Regions from separate parts of the Mus musculus genome. Here region 2 is linked to region 1. A link is a contact called in public HiChIP or PLAC-seq data. All regions are on one chromosome and are shown on one strand. Each heading gives the region's core, a stretch centred on a gene start, on an enhancer-like site or on the middle of the called end of the contact. The rest is flanking DNA. Distances are from core to core; before and after follow the strand shown.

Region 1 (4,119 bases), core at 1,030-3,529:
TCGCATAAAGGGGAAAGCCCCCTAGGGGCTCTGGGTATAGCTTACTTATCTTCTGAGTGTAGCAACCATTGAGATGCTCAAGCTCTGGTCTGCTGCATTCCCTCAGAAGGAGGGCTAGGGAGGGCCTGTCATTAGACCCTTCTCCGAGTTCAATGACACCTTCCTATACCTTGTGCCTACACCTTCCCAGCTGTAAGTCAGCCCTAGCTGCATGTGGTCTGGGATCTTGGGATGTGAAGGAGACTATATCCTGGGAGGTTAATTGCAGCAAGGGCCCATTTCACCCATGCAGCTATGGGGAGGTGGTCATCCATGCTAGGGTGGGACTTCCTGATGGTGTAGCTGTTTGGAGGTCACCTGTGACCTGTAAGCCCAGTGATATGTTGTCCCACCATGCTGACGCAATTGTTCCTTTTGTGTGTTGGGTTTGGTCGCCACAATCTGCGGTCAGCAGACATTTGTTCCCACCTCCCTTGGGAAAGTCAATGCAACAGTCAGCAATGGTGGATGTATGACGCCCAGAGGTCCATCCACATAAAACAAAGCAGTCACAGCAGCCTTGCCTCTCCATTCCTGCAAGACATAGGTGTGCAAACCTGGAACCAACACCCAGAAATCTTCATTCACCTCTGTGCAGGACAGTGCCCCAAGTGGCCTTAGATCCACCCATGCCCACTTTCTTCCACGTGACTCTCAAGAATGCACACACGCAGGATATGTTGTGTCTGCATCCTGCTGACAAGAGCAATGGCCAGGGTGTACAAAACAGCTCATTTGCAAGTCAGGAGTGAGGTCAAGTGGGGTGGGGGGGGGCACATACCTGTATATACATAGACATGTAGGTGCCGAGGATCAGGCCACACACTACTTTAATAGTGATGCTTATTTGTTATAGATAGTTGTATAACCTGCCCAGATTCAGCAGCTGTGGGCCCCTGTGGTCTGGGCAAAGTGTGATCTTCCAGCACCGTATGAGTTCTCCAGACCCTCCCAAGAGCAGATGTCCATCAGGGCTTTAGTCTCTTGTGTATTATTACCCCTGCTGTCTGTTTCCCAGGGTCTTCCTGTTATGCTGCAGGTAGGCCTTGCATAGAAGAGACCCTATCCCCCCCCCCCCCAGCTCTCCACAAAGCCACGCCTCTTTAACCCTCTGCTACCTGTCTGTGAGTAACAAACCTACTTCATGTAACTTCCTGCGAGTGTGAGCATGTGAGCATTTGTCCCAGCTGACTGAGCACATACCAGCATGCTATGGCCGCCTTTATTCCCCATCTCTGTCTGATTCTTCTCCTCTGGACCCTACAGATTTCAACACCCAGCCAAACTACCCTCCATTCTGAAAATAATGATGCTCGATATCTACCTCAGACCTCCACAAAGGAGCTCATTAAACTTCCGGACAGCCCCAAGAGGCAGAGACTCTGATTACCCATGCCTCATTTTACAGGGAGATCGCTACTGTTTCAGGAGCTGTTTTAAAGAGATACCAGTACTAACAAGAGTGGTTACAGAGAATTGGGGAGACATCGGGTGACGTGTAGAAAGTGGGCGGCGAGCTCATAAGAGCTCATTATCCCAATGGTTTCTGCCCACGTGGGAAATTTTTCTTAATTAAAGGTAAATTTGTGAAAATAAATAAATAAAGAGTCAGATTCTGGTCCAGTGGATGCGCTCACTTGGAGGATAGTTTCATCTCTCTAGGATTAAATGAGGTAATTTATGTAAAGAATGGAGCAATTTCTCTGCTGGGGATGTGTGTATGGCTTAGGGGTTCAGTGCTTGCCTGGATTATGCAGAGCCCTGGGTTTCATCCCTGGAACCATAAAAACATAAACTGGGCATAATGGTGCACACCTTTAGCCCCAGCACTTGGGAAGCAGAGGCAATCGGATCTCTGAGTTCAAGGCCAGCCTGGTCTAGAGAGTGAGTTCCAGGATAGTTAGGGCTACACACAGAAACTGTGTCAATAAAACAAAACAACAAAGACATAAACAAATAAACAAACTGAAAGTGACTGGTTCGCTATTGTTGATGCTGTTGTTATTATTATTACTACTACCGTGTAAAGCATGTCTGTCCTGGACTGGCACCCCAAGGTCTCTCTGTTCAGATCCCCCCGCCCCGCCCCCATGGGCCAGCTCCATTCCAGAGGCACCCCAACCTGTCTCACCTGTACCGGGGAGCCACCCCAGCACAAATATCCGCCTCCCTACAGTAAGCACTCCGTCTGGATCAGCCAGACACAGAACTGTGCCAGTCACCTACACCACTTGCCCCAGACACTGGGGCGGAGGCTCCCCTGCCAGTCCCGCCTGCCACTCCCAGCCGCCCACGGCAGAGGGCGGCCTCCCCGGCTCTAATTTTAACCCCGAGGAAGGTGCCAATCGCTCATTTTCAAAGCTGTTTCAAAGTGACTCTGATAAGCAAATTGCTGGCAGCCCTGGCGGGTGATTATTCCTGCATTAATCAGGGGGAAATTATGCCAGTTACTGATTAACTAATTACGGCAATCAGATCGGCTGGGAGAGCAGGGCAGAGGGAGCGGGCCAAGGTAAACAACCCGGAAAGGTGAGGCAGGCTCTCCCTGGGCTGGAGACAGGACAGGGACAAGCCACCTCTTCTCCTTCAACTACTACCCTAGTACTCCCGCCAGGTAGTCCCTGAGGCAGAAGCTGGGTGACTAGTTCAGTGAAGGAAGCCAGGCCCATGAAGGAGAAGTTATGTTTTCCATGGGTGTGTCTCCATCTCCCATAGAATGTGTGTTCTATAGGCTCTGGCCTTCAGGAGGCCATGTCTGATGGAGGAAGGTTTGGGGTGAAGAGGCGCGAGCACCAGCCCATCTATAGAAGAGGCTGCACGCTGTGAAGACCTCTCTTCACTGGCTCCCTCCCCACCCTACATGGAGGGACCCAAGAGAAGGAGCTCAGCCGTCTCCCCCCTCCCCGCAACCTCACAATCCCAGTGTTGAGGTGAGGCCTAGTGGGTGCTCCACAACCTTTGGTGTTAACCTCCTGCCCTCCTGCTTCCAGATGGCTCATCTGTGTGATGGGGGGAGAGGGGCAGGCATGTCTCCGGCTAGAGCCTGCTCAACAGCATTCTGACTGCCCACTCAGCCCATTCCTATGCCCCTGAATGAGAGAGGCTGGGCACTACAGAAGCCTAGGGGCACTTCCAGTGGCCTAATTTGGGAGAGCTATGGGGGGTGAGGTGAGGTTGCTCTCTGACTCCTCAGGAGGGTAGGACGAGACCTGGTACTGCTCTTCACAGTGGGTTGTACAGGGTCCCCACGCTCAGGTGTGAATCTCCCTCCTCCAGTAACACTCCTAAGCATGCTCCCCTGCTCTTTGGTGCGGGGAGGGCTGTCCAGCTCTGGGAATGGTGCCCCTAATAAAAGGTATTCACTTTTCCGGTGTTTGGCAGTCACCAGCTCCCTGTTCTTGTGGCCAGGTAGATACAGCAGCAGGCTGAATTCCAGGAAGTAAGCCTGCTGGGGGCCAAAGGAGTGAGCTCTTTGACCAAATGGGACCTTTGGGTCTGGGCGAGCTGTAAGCCTCGAAGGCAGGATGGGCTGCTCCTATTTGAATGATTTTGCAGATTGGAAAAGGCCTTCCGTTCCTCACCCCCTCCTCCTCCTCCCCTTCCTCCTTCTCTCCTTCCTCCCTTTCTCCCATCCTCCTCTCCTTCCATTCTTCCCCCTCCTCCTCTTTCCTTCCTTCCTTCCTTCCTTCCTTCCTTCCTTCCTTCCCTCCTTCCTTCCTTCCTTCCCTCTTCTTCCTCTTTCTTCCCTTCCTCCTCTCTTTCCTTTCCTCTTTCTCTCCCTCTTCCCCCTCCTAGCTCTTCTTCTCTTTCTCCTTCCCCTCCTTCCTCCCTCTCTTCCATCCTCCTACCCTTCCTCCTCTTTGTCCTTTTATGCTCCTCTCCCATCTCCCCTCCCACTCCTCTTTCTTTCCTTCCTTCCTTCCCTCTTCTTCCTCTCTTTCCTCCTTTCCCCCTCTTCTTCCTTTCATTCTCCCCTCCCTCATCCTCTTCCTATCTCTTCTCCTTCTCTTCTTCCTCCTTTTCGCCCTCCCTCTCTTCTCTCTTCTTCCAGTCTTCCCCTTCCTCCCCTCCTCTTTCTCT
Region 2 (4,119 bases), core at 1,027-3,526, 330 kb after region 1:
ATGCAAACATTAAAAGAAATGTCAGAGGTAAATCTATCCTGTCTTCTGCCCTATGTGACTATTGTACATGTTTATGTGAGCATAACAATACATTCTTTTAATAAGCACAGCTCCCCAGAGCCCAGCATCAAGCTCTGTTTTAGGAGTGGCATTTTATAGATGTGGAGACAGACTCACGGGGATAGCGGGTGACCTGTCCAGAGACACGGAGCCAGTTCATGGCACAGCAAGGCTGGCTTCATCCTTTGTGGCTGGTGATGCATCTCCATCCCATCCCAAGAGCATAGTCAGCAGCGTAACAAGCTTGTTGTACAGTCAGCACAAGTGTGACACTCACATGTACTTCACATTCACGTGCTGTGCTTTAGCAAGTGACTGCGCCACCCCTGGGCAGACGCCAAGCGCTCTTGCAGGTATCCAACATCCAGGAGACATTCAGTAAACTCCACCACAACACAGGGACTGAACAGCTCTGTTCCTCAGGGAAGCCTGGACTTCATATTATTGTCAAAAGCCAGCTGCAAACCTCAACTCCCTTCCATAGGCTCTTTAGTTTGGTGCTCAGGATTTCTGTCTGACACAGCTGATGTCACAGTGAGTTCCCTGTTAAGTGAACTGGATGAATAGTTAGAGGCCCGTATAAGCTATGTCTGCTGGTAGGCACTGAAAAAAAGAAAGAAAAAGAGAGTATCCTAAAAGGTCAGTAGCCTGGGGGTCGGAGAGCAGCTGAAAGCAAAAGCAGGCTTACTGTAACCACAGCCCTGCTCTGCCAGAGGACTGTGCTGCAAACAGACTGAAGCCAGACAGACATGTGGGAAGGCTGCCTCCCTGTGACACCATGGTTCTCATGCACTGCTAAAGTTAACCACTGAGATCACCTCAGAAGGCCAGTGACAGAAGAAAGACTGGCATGCTCATCTTGTCAGCAAAGACCCAGGCCTCAGATACCCACATATCTGGAAAACGTCACAGGAGAAATCAGGCAAGGAACGATAGCCACAGGTACCCAGAGCCAATGCTTGCTGCTTTAGCATAGGCTTTGCATAGGTGAGCTTCGGTTTGACCCTCTCTTCTGGCCTCAATGGGCACCAGGCTCAAATGGTGCGAGTAAAACATTCCATACATACAAATAAAAAATAAAAATGACTCTTAAGAGAACTGGAAATCCTAATGCTATTCAAATGATCTACACAAACCCCCATGACAACAGGCTGGGCTAGAAACCAAAACCCAGGAAACAAGTGAAAATCTGGCTACCAATAGCACTAGGACTCTTGGGATTTTGGTAGCAATTGAGTTGTTCTATGCACGTTTGATTAAAATTGTGCTTCCACCTGGGCCAGTGCACTTCAGGCACAGACTCAGCCTTACATGCAGAGGGACCATTTCAATTGGAGACACGGCAGGAGGAAGGAGACGGGATGTCCAGACTCGGATCTGGGAAACAAGGGGCTTCAGAGATGGCTGGCCAGGAGGACGACAAGCACAGCCCTGAGCAGCCCTGCAAATGTGGGGTGCAATCAAGGGCTCCATGGGCACCTGCCCCACCTCTCTGCTCAGCAGCTGAGCCCTGGAAAGATGCTTACTATTTTCATTTCTAATAACAGTCCTTGTGATCTATCCATTTGTCCTGGGATTTGAACACTTTTTTCTAACTGATTGTTTTAAATTTCTAATTATTTTTAGTTAGCATACAAAATGAAGCGTATTCATTGTGACATTTTTATACACAGATTGTTGTAGTTTGCTTATATCCACCCTCTGCTAGCCCTCTTCCCCTCCCCCAATGATGCAAATCCTCTTCCTCCTCCTGTTTCCTTTATGCCTTCATGTTCTCAATCCATTATGAGAGGAAACATGAAACCTCTCTTGTCCCCTCTTAGTCTCTCTTGGTCCCCACCCTGGCTTTACCTCCCTCCTTCCTCTTCCTTGTAACTTCAGTGGACACTCGAAGCAAGCTCTTCAACTCCAGGTTGCTTTTACTTGAGAAGGGGGCAGTGGACAGGAGTCCTCTGTGATGTATGTATGTATGTATGTATGTATGTATGTATGTATGTACGTACGTATGTATGTATGTATGTGATGTACACACTGTCTAGAGTGTGGGAGTCGCCATAGGCTCACACACTTGAGTGCTTAGTCCTCAGTTGGTAGGGCTGTTTGGGGAGGCCATGGACCCTTTAGGAGGTGCAGCATTGCTAGAAGAAGTATGTCACCAGGGCAGGCCTTTTCAGGGTTTATACCTCCCCCGCTTCCTGCTGTTTCTCAGTTCCCTGTATACGGCTGAGAGGTTGCCAGCCAGCTTTCTGTTCTGCTGCCAGGCCATGCTGTCCTGGCCATGAAGGATTCTATTCCTCTGGGAACATAAAGCAAAATAAACCCTTTCTTCTGTAGGTTGTTTCTGTGCATTATCACAGCGACGAGAACGCAGCACATCAGGGAGTGGTCTGCTCTTTCCCTCCTGACTCCTCCAGCACACAGAGCTTATCAACCTGCTTTTCCATTGAACAAATATGATCTTCCGTGCCAAAAAGGCAAGATGGCAAGGTCACCTTTTGCTTTTTTGTTTGTTTGTTTTTTGTTTTTCGAGACAGGGTTTCTCTGTGTAGCCCTGACTGTCCTGGAACTCACTCTGTAGACCAGGCTGGCCTCGAACTCAGAAATCCGCCTGCCTCTGCCTCCCAAGGGCTGGGATTAAAAGCGTGCACCACCACACCCGGCCGGCAAGGTCACCTTTTAAATGAGATGTCATCTTACAACTTCTGCCTCTTCTCTGACTTTAGCAAGTCACAAAAGAAGGTAAGAGTCAGGACAGACATCTTCAGGAGGATTCAGTCAGAAAACAGTGCCTAGTGACCACAGAAGCACCAGGGCTCATGTCACAGGGATCCACGAGGCCTCTGTGACATCCCCAAATCAATAGCTGTTGGTCTTGTTCATGGTAGAACCATTGAGAGACCTACAGAAGGAAATGCATGACTAAGTGATTCCAGGAGACAAGAGGAGGGGCAGCATGACAAGCAAGCTTAGATTGTTAGAGAAGGATGTGCAGTCTTACGGACCTGGGATCAGCAAGGAAAGGCAAAAATGTTGACACAGAGGCAAGGGAGGTTACAGTGTAAAGCTTTTGCCTATTTATATTTTAAATGTATTTTCTGGTGACTAAGAAAATTAAAAATCAATGCAAGCACTCCATCAAATCTTGAAAGCCTGTGACTTGGGTGAGAAAAGCAAACAGCATGACGAGACACGCCCCTCCCCCCATCAGTAAGGGCACCGAGTCATGGGGTAAGTCCCCTTTATACTTAAGATGCAATCTCCCGTAGGAAATTTAAAACAATAACTTGAGACTTGGCAGTTTTATGATCCAAGCTATTGAGCTAGCTTCAAGATGCACTAATCCCTTGAGAAAAAGCCAGGACACAGTGGAAGGCAGCTCAAGAACGCACAGCATCATTTACTTGTACACGGCTATCTTAGAACTGTTTATTTGCCTTTGACACTTGAGGACAAGAGTAACCATTACACATTTTGGACAAGCTTGGAAAGCTAACTTATCTATTTTGTGGAAAAAATATGCCTCTGAAACTATCATGTTGTTGAGAAGGGAAACCCCCGAATTCTGGCTGTAACTAAGCCAAGCAGAAAGCCTCTGTTTCCAAGCAGAGTGGAAAATGACCGCTTACACGATTCAGGATTGCAGTTTATATAGAGTACAAGTGCTCATTACAGATGAACTATCGTACTTATCATCAGAGAGGGCAGAAGAACGGTGGACAGGAGTGGAGCCAACACCGCCCACTGCTGAGCCTCCCCATGGCTGAACACAGTTTCATTACAAAACCAAACAAAAAGCCAAACAGCAACATGCAGGCTGCAATCCTGCCATCACCGGGACAGTGGACCTTAGAAAGCATGCTTGAACTTCCTTCTAGCAGGCTGCAGGAAACTCTGTGGCTTGTGTTTATCCACCAAGGCCAAGGCCAGCTGTCTAGGTAGCATGTTTCCTGGTTAGGCATCCTGCTTAACCTAAGACTCAACTGGGGAATCTGTGGATCACCTGAGGGCATCAGAATTCACAGACACCTCCGACTGTACCTGCATCTTACTCTGGCAGGG

The links. HiChIP or PLAC-seq counts read pairs in DNA pulled down with a chosen protein or histone mark.
Region 2: a FOXA1 HiChIP or PLAC-seq map of pancreatic cancer cells shows a contact between it and region 1. The contact joins two enhancer-like sites. A contact is called at or near these places in 5 of 115 datasets of contacts at active chromatin or transcription factors (embryonic basal ganglia, embryonic stem cells and pancreatic cancer cells) and 1 of 9 other capture datasets (embryonic stem cells).

Annotation. Positions count from the first base shown.
Region 1 is chr17:29,926,607-29,930,725 of GRCm38.p6, forward strand. No RefSeq gene overlaps it. Among named protein-coding and RNA genes, the nearest start is that of Gm41559, 39 kb to the left of the region's middle. Within about 2 kb of position 2,280, at least 37 of the 459 cell types and tissues checked have an H3K27ac peak or open chromatin away from gene starts, as enhancers often do. A contact at or near this core is called in pancreatic cancer cells, where this site is marked.
Region 2 is chr17:30,257,870-30,261,988 of GRCm38.p6, forward strand. The region is part of intron 9 of Btbd9 (BTB (POZ) domain containing 9); the gene reads right to left. Among named protein-coding and RNA genes, the nearest start is that of Zfand3, 250 kb to the left of the region's middle. Within about 2 kb of position 2,277, at least 19 of the 459 cell types and tissues checked have an H3K27ac peak or open chromatin away from gene starts, as enhancers often do. A contact at or near this core is called in pancreatic cancer cells, where this site is marked.